Linked DNA regions of Sus scrofa: region 1 is linked to region 2. Evidence: chromatin contacts called from public HiChIP or PLAC-seq data. All regions are on one chromosome and are shown on one strand. The core of a region is the stretch at or near the end of the contact, and the rest is flanking DNA. Distances in the headings are between cores, read along the strand shown.

Region 1 (5,965 bases), core at 1,550-4,049, 84 kb after region 2:
CGTCGTGGCTCAGTGGTAAGGACTCGATTAGCATCCATGAGGATGCAGGTTTGATCCCTGGCCTCGCTCAATGGTTAAGGATCTGGCGTTACCGGGTCGCAGATGCGGCTTTATCTGGCATTGCTGTGGCTGTGGTGTAGGCTGACACTTGCAGCTCTGATTGGACCCCTAGCCTGGGAAACTACATATGCTGCGGGTGCAGCCCTAAAAAGCAAAAAAAAAAAAAGAAATATATTTTTTGGGGGGAGAAATTACTTAATTGGGAGCATATTATTTTCATCCTTTAGGGGTGCTGCTGGTAAGAAGGCCATTGAGACCAAAGGCAGGCTTCTCCTGTGGCTCATATTAGGGAGAATTAAAAACTGAGGCTCTGGACGACACATATACAGGGGATTCTTGTTTGTGGGGGTGGAGATATAGGAAGGATATAAACAAAAATGAAGTGGTGGTTTTTATATGGTCATTCCATGTAGTTTCCCAGAAGTGAAGCTATTCATCCATCAAAGCAGATGAAAGTCAAACTCAACTCTATTTCCTTCAAAAATGTGAAAAGGTTCGTTTGTTTACTTATTCATCTATTTATTTCTTCAACTAATATTTATTGAATGGCCACTAATTTTTACCCTTTCCTCTGGAGTGGAAAAGGAAATAGATGGGAGAGGAAAGCTAAGGGGAAAACACTGACTGACTCTGTGGTCACAGAAGGTGGGCGTGGGGCCTACGGAGGACCTAGAGCATCACTGAGCAAACAGTGACCAGATGCCTAAGTTATGTTTGTGCTTCCCATGTGCTTCCTGGTTTCAGAGGCAAAGCCCCCTCGCTGACTCGCAGAGATGGCGGGGCTCTGCCCTCAGAGGCAGTTGGCAGGATACCATCACACCTACATCAACCTTCTGGCTTCCTTGCTCCGTCATCCATTCCCATGGGAAGCTCTGAGTTCCCACATGTCCTCAGCCAGGAAGGTCAGCTTGGACACATCTGTGTGTATTGCAGGGTGTAGCCGATAAGCACCAGCTGCTGGACCCTACTTGGCCCAGAGTACCACATCCTCTTCCACATCAGCTACCGTAGCAAAACCACAGACCCCAATCCATTGGTCAGAGCCAGCTTTAAAGAAGGGGAAAAAGAAATAGTGCAGGGAGCTTGATTGGGTTTTTGCCAACTAGGCAAGACCAGGTGTGTACCGTTTCTGGCACGAGTGGCAGAGGGGAATGGTGGCTTCCTTTTTCTGAGGCTTTGACATGAAACCTATACTTTTGCCAACTTGAGAAAATGATACCAGAGCATAGAGCAGTCCTTCTCTAGCTTTCACATGCATGTAAATAAATCACCTGGGGATCTTGCTAGGAGGCAGGTTCCCAATCAGCAGGTCTAGGTGAGGCCTGAGAATTTCAACCAGCTCTTGGGGGCTGGCTACATGGCTGGCCCATGGACCGCATTTTGAACAGCAAGGCTTTATTTTCATCTCCCCAGCGGTTCTCCTCAGAGGTAGCAGCATGAACATGAACCAAGCTAGATCAATAATCTCCCAACACAGGTCGAGGGGTGGCACACGAGCCAATCAGAGTTTTGCCTTTTTTAAAAATGGAGGGTTGGGGGTTCAACATAGACCCAAGGGAAGGAAAGCCCATCCTCTCTAGTTGCTAAAGTGTGAGCTAGAGTGGCTACTAGCAATGATGCTCACCTCACAGAGGAAGTGCTCTGAGAAGATGCAGCAGAGAGGTGGGAAGGCGAGCCTGGGCACAGAGAAATTCTATGTTCTGTATCCTGGTTCTGATACAGAAGAGCAGCTCCACATGGCCTTTCCTGTGGTTTCCTGGGTGAGCCTGCAAATTACCCTCATTGCTTAAACTGGTGGCTCGCAGCCTGGCTGCCCACTGGAATCCAGCACTGGGGCCCCTCCCCTGGGGATTCTGATTCAATTGCTCTGGGATAGAACTTGAGCAGAGCTCATTTCTAAAGCTCCCCAAGTGATTCTAATATATTGCCAACGTGGAGACCCACTGTCTGTCTTTAATGTTCATTCCAGTTGGGTACGTGTCAGCAGTACCTGAGAGGGTCCTAAAATGGGTTCTTAGGAACCACCAAACCCCAAGAGTCAGACTGAGCAAGGAGGCTGGGACAGATGTCTGGAAGGACAGCATCTACAGGAGGCCTGAAGAAAGGGAGGCTGAGGACCACACTCCAGCCTACAATGACCTCTCTGCTCCCGAAGCTCTGCGAGTTCCGTGGGACGCCACCTCTGAATTATGTGCAGTGCTCAGTCTTGTTTTAGTCTTGGTTTCCAAGGGATTGGCTTTCATTCCGACTGTACACTGCTTCAGGGCAGGCATGGTTTCTGATGCCCCTTTTCATCTCTTCTAAAGCACCAGCCACCAGACCTGCACTCACTGTCATTGCCAAATACAAGGTGATAAACGGATAGCCAAGCATTTGCCATAACCAGTTGGCTTCATCTTTCAAACCCAAGTCTCCCCAACTTCCTCTTTGATAGTGAAGAATTCCTAAGGCTGTTCACCGTGTTCTCAACATATGTTTTGGAGGCGGGGAGGGACATGCTTATTTTATAGTTCAGACCACATCTTAGCCCAGAGTGGATGGCATGTGCCAGAAGCGGGGGCTCAAGGCGTTTGTGAACTCTCTTGCCACATCAGGTTCAACAGCTTGTTCTCTTGAAAGAGAAAGAGCTGCTAGTTTTGTGGGTTGGTTTCTTTCCCCCAAAAGGTCAGGCCCTTTTCTCAGAAATGCAGTTGCCTGTGGAAAACTGACACTCCCTAACAAGCCCTTAACAGCTGTCAGCCCCACAGCAGTAGTAATTACTCCAGCAGGCTTCTTGCTAAATTCCAGCGATGCTCTCTGCCAGGGCTGGGCGCACATGCGCAGTGGAGGTGCAGGGAGCTCCCCAAGCTCTTGGGTGGGATCCTCCGCTTCCCTTGGGAGGACTTGGCCTGGGAGGCTTCCAGGTGGCCCTTCCACAACCGAGGAGAGGTGACTGGAGAGCATGTGCAGAGGTCTCCAGCAGAGTCTCAGGGCTGTTCTCCTAGAATGAAAGGATCTGAAGCACCATAAGTAACTCAGCTGAGAGCTAGAGACACTAGACTTGTCAAGAGAAAAAAAGTGCACGATAGTATGTAGAAGACCTTTCAAAAGTGTAAACTCTATATTTTTCCTCTTTAGTAATAACATTGTCTGGGTGAGAGACATATCATATACAAGACACCTTCTGACCACAGCCCTCGATCAGGAGTCCAGAGCTGGCTGTGGTCTTCTAGACTTGTTCTACCACTCACTTCCTGCGTGGCGATTCAGCTAATTGATTTGATCTAGACCTCAGATTTCTCACGGCTGGGTATCTATCTGTTCTAGCAACAGCATTTTTACAATTGGGCAAATTATTCATTAGATTTAGGCGTCAACGGCCAAGAGTCTTCAAATAACGTGGGGAAATAACTACAGTTATTGGCAAGAATGGGGGGAGACTATTTCCAAGTAACTTCAATCCCTTGAGTGTCAGTTCTTTCTTTTGTGGAGATGTGGCCAAAATAAGGGGCTAATTGAGAAGGAACTGTAGCTCCCTAGTTGTAGCCTTGGTGTATTAAATGGATCCTCTTTGGCTTAGTGAGATGGAGAATCCATTCTTCTAATTCATTTAAGAATTGCTGCTATACTCTGTTCCTCTCTACCTTCTCCTTTCCCCAGTCTCAATGACTTTCAGGGGTGCATTTTCCAGAACACCTGGGAAACGCACGGGGGCAGAGGATGTCCTAGTCCAGTCAGCTGCTGCCTTTAGCACATGCTGGAAGGGCTTTAGGCGAACAGTGCAGGATGCCGATCCAGAGAGCTGCCCCTGCCAGGCCATTCCCTAGAGCTGGAGTCCAGCCAGTTCTCCCCAGCTGGCTCTGAAAGCCGATGCCTCAATGATTGATTTCACCATCTGACTCCAAGAGACTTGCACGCCAGGGTAAAAGGGACCTCTCTCAAGAGCGTGATAATCCACACTTCCTGATAAGGTTTCCAAACACCAGCTTCCCAGTTTTTTTCTCACTTGGTTGCGGCTCTTTCTCTTGATATCTGAAAACATCCCTCAATGTCTTGTATGAGGAAGTGGATTTTGTGGGGAGGGGGGGGTTTATCCCTGGAATGTGAGGGATCCAGAATTCGTGGTTGGGCTCCTTCATGCCCACTTTGTGTGTTTCTCTCCGTTGCCCCATATCCGGATGTATTGTAATTATTTGTGTACTTCTTCATTTAACAGTGATCTCTTCGAGCTGGGTGGCATTTATTTCCTTAGATTCAGCAGCTAACAACCCATGGTTCTCAGAACATAGTAGATGTTAGCTAAACAGTTTCTGAATGGCTGCTCTGCATGAACTACATGAGGGCTTTTGATAATTTCCAGGAAAATGGAGACCACCAAATGTCAAAATATTAAAAACTGCATGGTTTTAAGGTATCAGTGGGGAAAATACATTTGACTGAGTTCTGAGCCTGAGATAACTTTTGGTGTCAGTATAATCCAATTGGTCAAATCGGTTTTCTGTCTTATTTGACTCCAGAATCTCCTAAGATAACATGAAATCCTATGAGGCCTTAAACACATAGAAGTAAACAGCCTGTATCTTCATTTATCCGTCCCTAAGTCTTTGTCAAATGCATGAAAAGAATGAGTCTCTTAATAAACAGAAGGTATATAAGCGCCCTTTAACTGTCTTTGAACTCCATTATTTTTTTAAAATCTACCTTTAAATCAGATAACACATATAAACTTGGTATGATGTGTGGCACATAAATGTTAGCTGTTTTGATCATTTTAATGTGGGTAATGAATTGGCCTGCTTCCTCATTCGGTACAAATCACAGCTAATGCCAAGAACTTCCCCACCCTTTTGTTACATTAAAAGCAAATTAAAAATCACTTTTGGGAAATTTTATAGCTAAATATACAGACTGTTTATATCCAAAGCCCTTTGTGTTTTGTGGTCTTTTTTTTGTTTAGGCACGCCTTGATATAGCAAGGCAAGAGATATTATCTTCAACTCATAGACGAGAAAATGGATGGTTTAGTAGCAGATGTGGCTAGATCTCAGGTCCCAATCTCTCTTCAGTGACCTGAGTTGGTAGCCCATTGTTTTTCTCCTTTTTACGTCTGCCTCATTCCCTTTGCTTCACATGGAGCCTGATGAGGCCGACTCTGTAACAGGCATACTTGTCCCCAAAAGTTCTTAGAAAATGGGGCTAGGAGTTCCCATCGAGGCTTAGCAGAAATAATTCTGACTAGTATCCATGAGGTCGCAGATTCGACCCCTGGCCTCGCTCAGTGGGTTAAAGATCCGGTGTGGCCGTGAGCTGCGGTGTAGGTCACAGACACAGCTGAGACCTGGTGTTGCTGTGGCTGTGGTGTAGGCCAGTGGCTACAGCACCGATGTAACCCCTAGCCTGGGAACCTCCATATGCTGCAAGTGCAGCCCTAAAAAACACACACACACACACACACGCCAAAAAAGAAAATGGGGCTAGAGTAAAGGAGAGAGGGGAAATGGAAATTGTCTTACTTATTGGTGTCTTCAAAACTCTTGAGAGAATTTAGCTAATTCTATCAGAAAACTAGAGAGGGTCATCCCCATGCAAGAAGGTCTGACACTTTTAATAACCCTAGTGAGCGAGGCCTTCTTATGGGACAGGCAGTCCCAGTCCCTTCACCCCGCTTCACCAGCCCCTCTCCCCATCTTAGTAGTGAGCCTGGGTTCCATCCTCCAAGCCTAGGTGGGGGTATAGGTACATCTCCCCCCTTCCTCCCTCTCCCTGTAGGAGGCACAGTTTGTAGGTACAGTTTCTGGCTTCACGTTAACCGGTTGTCCCCAAATATGGGCACATGAGCCACGCCCATTTCGAGGGCTGTTTTGCTATTTGGGACAGGAAGACAGACAGGAGATGACCCATCGTACCAGAAGCTCAGAGCCACCAT
Region 2 (6,303 bases), core at 665-3,164:
TTGCCCCTTTGCTAAGCATGGAACTGATGAGTTAAAGCAACCCTTATCAGTGAGATTTTATATATACCAAAAGACTTTGTGTATGTAATGCCCCTGTATAAATCTTAGTTTATTTATGTTTAACTGGACCTTGATATTACCATCAGAATATTGAAATTATAAATTCCGTCTTTAGGAAAGCTGGAATATTTGCTTCAGATTGTAGTCTTTTTTTTTTTTTTTTTTTTGCTTTTTAGGGCTACACCTGAGGCACATAGAGGTTCCCAGGCTAGGGGTCAAATTGGAGCTACAGCTGCTGGCCACAGCCACAGCAACACAGGATCCGAGCCATGTCTGAAACCTACTCCACAACTCATGGCAATGCCAGATCCTTAACCTACTGAGTGAGGCCGGGGATCAAACCCGCAACCCCTAGTTGGATTCTTTACTGCTGTGCCACGATGGGAACTCCTGTTTTGTTTTTAAAGGAGGTAATTTTTGGTAACAGAAATCTTAATCAGTATAATAATAATGATAATCTTTTTTCTCCCCCCTGGCTGCCCCAAGGCATAGATATGGTGTTCCCCTGGCCAGAGATCAGATCCAAGCTGCAGTTGAGACCTATGCCACAGGTATGGCAATGCTGGATTTCCAACCCACTGGGCCAGCCGGGGATTGAACCCATGTCCCAGCACTGTAGAGACTCCATCGATCCTGTTGTGCCACAGTGGGAATGCCAATGATAATCCTTTTTAAAACAAAAGAATTGGAAGAGAGTAACACTTCTGGAATGTTATGGAAATAGTGCAGCCCAGGTCATAAACCGAGGATGTTCCACTGTTTTCCCTTCTCATAGGATGCAATGCCTCCAGAAGTGAAAGGCCAAAGATTTATGCATAAAAGCATCATCAGAATCCCTCTGTTCTTGCCCAGTGCATCTTTACTCAGATACCTGTTGTCATCACAATTCCAACAGAGCTGTCAACTAAATGCTTGGTGTGAAATGTTCAGGAAGTTTCACTTCTGTGTGTGGTTTGGCTTTTTTCTTAACACAGTAAAATTGTTAGCATCTGAGAATACATTTATCATGAAGCAGTTAGTTTGCTCAGTGTCCTTTTTTTTTGTTTGTTTGTTTTTTGTTTTTTGTCTTTTCTATAGCCTCACCTGCGCTGTGTGGAGGTTCTCAGGCTAGGGGTCTGATCAGAGCTGTAGCCCCTGGCCTACACCCCAGCCACAGCAACAAGGGATCAGAGCTACGTCTGTGACCTACACCACAGCTCATGGCAACGCTGGATCCCTAACCCACTGAGCAAGGCCAGGGATCAAACCTGCAACCTCATGGTTCCTAGTCAGATTCGTTAGCCTCTGCCCCACGACGGGAACTCCTGCACCTTGTCTTCTTTGCCTTGGGCTTTCTCTAGGGCTTGGGAGCAAGGCAGAATTTGTCTAGAGCAAACAGTTGTCCACAGATAAATGTCCTTTGACCCCCAGAAGGCTCAGAATTGGATTACTTCCTCCTAAAAAGAGATTCTCCAAGGAAAGGGGATGATTTTGGACTTGTGTTCATTCATTCTTTCCATGTGTTGAGCACCTACTATCTGCTGGGGCTGTACTCATCACTCCTGAAGAATCGAGGAATACAAAAGGAGCCTTTAATTGGATCAAGCTCATAATCATAGAGGTGGACATACAATCAACCTATCTGCTCCAAGGTGGTTTAATGTTACACTCCAGGTAGGTACACACAGCTATGAAGGCCTATGTAGGGAGGAAGGCATTTGCGTTCTTTCTGGATGGGGTAGATAGGGCAGGCAAGCCCTCACCTAGGAGGCGCTATTGAAGCTGGACCTTGAAGCATGAACAGAAGGTAGAGGATCTTCGGGGTGCTGGGAAGATACATGGCCTGCTTGGGGCGTGATGGGCCAGTCAGTGAGGTGCATGAGGAGTGTTGAAATGGAACAGGTGGTTGCAGGAAGAATCAGGAATACCCAGGTCTGGCACCTCAAGGGTGTGGATTTCTTCCAGGAGAGTTTCCAGGTGGAGAGTGACAAGATGGAGTCTGCTTAGAAAGACCCCTGGTAGTGGTGATGCCTAGCTTGCAGGGGGAATGACTGCTCAGCAGCCCGAAGTCTGGTGAGTTGGAAAACTACAACTCTCAACTCTCTGCCATTCCTTTTCTTCTCCCTGGAAAATGTCCGGTCAGCCCCCTGGATGCCCAGGCAAAGGAGGTTTTGTCTGAACAGCAGATGAAGCCTCAGACTCCTCACACAGGGCGCTCACAGGACATATGTCACAGCGATTTAGACAGATCACCACTTGCCTGCTCACGATGGATTTCCCCCTTGGCCCACACTCCCGGTTTAAAAAGAACCTTAGTCACCGGGTGGAGATGGCTCAGGCTCAGGGCCTGGCCTCCTGGGGCAGGGGTTGGCTGGCTGGTGGTTTGAGGGCTTGGCTCTGGCCTGGTGCCTGGATCTCTGGAGGCTGGACTCCCCACTGGGTGATGCTAGGTCCGCAGGACCATTGCAGAGTGCAGGAACCTTGGTGAAATGTGAAATTTCCGTTGGCTGCCTGCCACTGTTCCCACTGCATGCTGACACTCCACCCTGAGGCAGGATGCCCTGCCCTGTGGAGCGGTTGGGAGTGATAAATACATTTGTTTTTGAATTAGAACCTTTCCTGGCACTGGGGGGAAATGCAACTGTGGCCGCCTGGCCTCACTGCTCCCCATGCCTCCATGCAGCCTGCTCTCTGGCACAATCTGGAGCCAGAGGGCATGATTACACAGGCTTGTCTGAGCCCAAACCGCCAAGGACGGGGTGCTGAGATGAAGGGCCCTCAGACAGACTATCAACATCAAAGGTACCCTAATCACACCACTCCAGGTAATCAAAGCCCAGCAAGGCTTTCTCGTCATTTCCCTCATTGTGGCAATTCGCTCTGTTTGTCTCACCCCTGTGAGTGGAGGTGAAATGGCCCTGAGCCACCTTGAGGGTAGAGGCTGGGCACTTACCCAGGGAGTGAAGTGGCATTTATTTCACTCTTCATCTCCTTAGCAAAGTTGAGCTCTTGGGTGCATTTAAAAAAAATGTACCAGGGGCTTCCATGAACTCTAAATCCCAGGAGCAGCCCTGATAGTAGAACTGCCCTTGGCAGGAGAAGGCTGATCAGCAGAGATGCACCAGGCTAAAGAGGCGCAGGGGGCCCTGCACAGTGAATATCCTTGCACAATGTGCCCATAGCCAGATACCACCTGCTGGTCACCTCTGTGTGCCAAGTGCTGTGAGTATTGTATGAGCCAGAAACCGTAGTTTTCATTTAAGCTGTACCATATAGTGATAACCAGGAATTGGGCTGAATAGCCAGTTCTCCTTGGTTGATAAGTTCTGGCTAATTTCTTAGGAGAGATAAATTAAGGTTTTGAAAATAATTTTGTTTTTCATTGTCCCAAGCTGGTAAGATATTTTATTTTTTGATAAGAAAGCAAAACCCCAAAGTCAACCCTTCATTTCATGGTTGTTCTGTTTAAGTGTAACTTAAAGAGGCCTGAGGGCCACAGAATTGCTGAATCAACAAAGACTATAACATTGCAGTTAAGAACACTTAACTAGAAGACACACCCATTAGGTCAGATCTTTCCAAAGCCATGTGATCCTGGGCAAGTTACTCTAAGTTCAATTTCTTCATCTGTAAAAGGGAGGCACAAATATTATCTACTTCATCAGGCCATTGTGGGAATTAAAAGGAGACCCAGGTAAAGGTACTGAATAAATATTTAGTAATATTGTAAAGTGCCTACTCTATGCCAGGTGAGTAGAATATACCTATCCATATTCTAGAGGAGTAGACTGTGGCCCTTATCTATAGGGGCTCTAAGACTGGTGTGGAAAGCAGATATTGACACATATACCTGTGTGGAAATACAGGTGGGTACAAAGTAGTGCTGAACTTAGGAAATTGGGGAATTAGGGAAGACTTCACAGAAGAGGTAACCTTTAGCTGAGCATTGAAGGATGATTAGGAGTTCCTCGGGTAGACCAAGATAGGGAGAACATTCTGGAGAGTGCTGGAAGCCTGTGCAAAGAGAGGCAGAAAAGAGTGTAGTCAAATCAGAGAACCATAGGAGTTATTAAAAGATAAAAAAAAAAAAAACTTTAAGGGATAAAATTGTGGCTCTTGCAATTCCCATTGTGGCTCAGTGGTAACTAACCCAACTAGTATCCATGAGGACGCAGGTTTGATCCCTGGCCTTGCTCAGTGGGTTAAGGATCCGGTGTTGCTGTGAGCTGTGGTGTAGGTTGCAGACCAGCTCAGATCTGGTGTTGCTGTGGCTGTGGCGTAGGCTGGCGGCTACAGCTCCAATTCGACTCCTAGCCTGGGAACTTCTATATGCCAGAGGTATGGCCCTAAAAAGAAAAAACAAATTGTGACTCTCATAGAATTATAAGTTGAGCATCTGTCAGAGTTTTGTTGAATGCATTAATTAATGAGAAAACATTAAGATATTATAAATGGTTCAAAGGAGAGTCAAAGAACATTCATTTATCAGTAAGGGAACAGAAATGATGAAAAGAATTTATGAATAGATACAAAACTGGTCAGCATCTACAGGGTGTTAATCTAGTTCATCTCTAGGGACACAATTGGTACTTCTGTGGCCAAGAATCATTTGCATCACTTTCACTACTCTACAACGTACAGACATAAAATATAAAATTGTATTCAACTTACAGAAATGTAAAATAGACTACAACTCACAGAAACAAAATAGCTCAAAACCAAGGAAAGATAAAGATAACCCAGTAGAGTGCACCAGACAGGACACTCATCTATTTTTGGCCCATTTCAAATTTTTTCACATTTTCCCTGACTGAGTGGATTCGTTTTATTGGAGAACCATCAGGGAGGCTGGGGCGTGGACAAAAGGGAGATGGGGTCTGAAGTGTAGGCAGGGGCCAGATCACAAAGAGCCCAGACCATCATGCCCGGGAGTTTGAATTGTACTCTGCAGCCTGCAGGGAGCAGGATGGCCAGTGGGAGACTAAAGCTGGAAGACTGGACCTAGGCGAGAAGTGAGGAGGTCCTGATCCAAGGCAGCAGAACAGAGATGGAGGTATGGGATTGTACTGGCTATAGAATGAAGGGATGACTCGGGTTTTAGGAGCACAGAGGGATGTGATGAAATCATCTGAAGAGGCTTTGCGGGAATCTTCTGCATATGCACCCAAAAGCGATGTTTGCTCGGGAAGCTTTCACTTTGTCCATTGAAATGTGGACCTTTGACTTGACTACTTCATTAAGATAAGACATTTTCTTTTTTTGTTGCTTTTTGTCTTTTCAGGGCTGCATTCACAGCATATGGAAGTTCCCAGGCTAGAGGTCGAATCAGAGCTGTAGCCACTGGCCTACGCCACAGCAACTCGGGATCCGAGCCACATCTGTGACCTACACCACAGCTCATGGCAATGCTGGATCTGTAACCCACTGAGCGAAGCCATGGATTGAACCCGCAACCTCATGGTTCCTAGTTGGATTCGTTTCCACTGTGCCACGATGGGAAGTCTCAAGATAAGACATGTTCAAACAGGTATCTTTCTTGGGAGAGAAGGCACACCTTGATTTTTCTCCTTGGATTTTCTAAATACACTGACTTCCAAGACACAGTTTGGAAAAACCTTATGTAGCAGCTTCTCTCCCTAACCCACTTGGATCCTTGATGCTGTCGTTAAATAGATGTTCATTTTGCTGGTTTCCCTCTGATTGCCCCCATAACCATAAGGCTCTTCCCCTTCCATTGTCCCCCTTTCTCTACCTTATCCTGGGGGCAGGCTGACTTCCCCAAAGTGCATCCCCTGGCTTCCTTGTCGTCCGCCTTCTGGTTGGCTTCGGTGCTTGGAGAGCGGGATGAGAGAGAGGGTGGGATATTTCTTTCTCCAGCCCCTTCCCTGCTTTGACAGGTTCTGGCACTGCTGTGTTCCTTGTGACAACCCCATTCCAGGGCATCTGCTCTCTCCCAGGCTCTCCAACATCTCTCCTTGCTTTTCCTCTCTGGGCCTGGAAGAGTGTTAGGGTTGAATCATGTCCCTTCAAAATTTCTGTGTTGACGTCCTGGCATCTAGAACCTCAGAATGTAACCTTCCTTGGAACAGAAATCATTGCAGATATAATTAGCGAAGAGGAGGTCATACTGGGGTAGAGAGGGCCCCTAATCCAGTATGGCAGTGTCCTTCCTTTTTAGAAGGGGACATTTGAAAACAAACATGCACACAGGGAGAATATCACGTGAAGACTGGACTTGAGCAGCTACAAGCCAAGAAACTATGA

The links. HiChIP or PLAC-seq counts read pairs in DNA pulled down with a chosen protein or histone mark.
Region 1: an H3K27ac HiChIP or PLAC-seq map of skeletal muscle shows a contact between it and region 2, with 5 times the contacts expected there. The contact joins two enhancer-like sites. A contact is called at or near these places in 2 of 47 Hi-C or Micro-C datasets (heart right ventricle and skeletal muscle) and 1 of 2 datasets of contacts at active chromatin or transcription factors (skeletal muscle).

The regions. Positions count from the first base shown.
Region 1 is chr15:78,466,847-78,472,811 of Sscrofa11.1, forward strand. No RefSeq gene overlaps it. Among named protein-coding and RNA genes, the nearest start is that of ITGA6, 34 kb to the right of the region's middle. Within about 2 kb of position 2,800, at least 5 of the 83 cell types and tissues checked have an H3K27ac peak or open chromatin away from gene starts, as enhancers often do. A contact at or near this core is called in skeletal muscle, where this site is marked.
Region 2 is chr15:78,383,412-78,389,714 of Sscrofa11.1, forward strand. No RefSeq gene overlaps it. Among named protein-coding and RNA genes, the nearest start is that of ITGA6, 120 kb to the right of the region's middle. Within about 2 kb of position 1,915, at least 18 of the 83 cell types and tissues checked have an H3K27ac peak or open chromatin away from gene starts, as enhancers often do. A contact at or near this core is called in skeletal muscle, where this site is marked.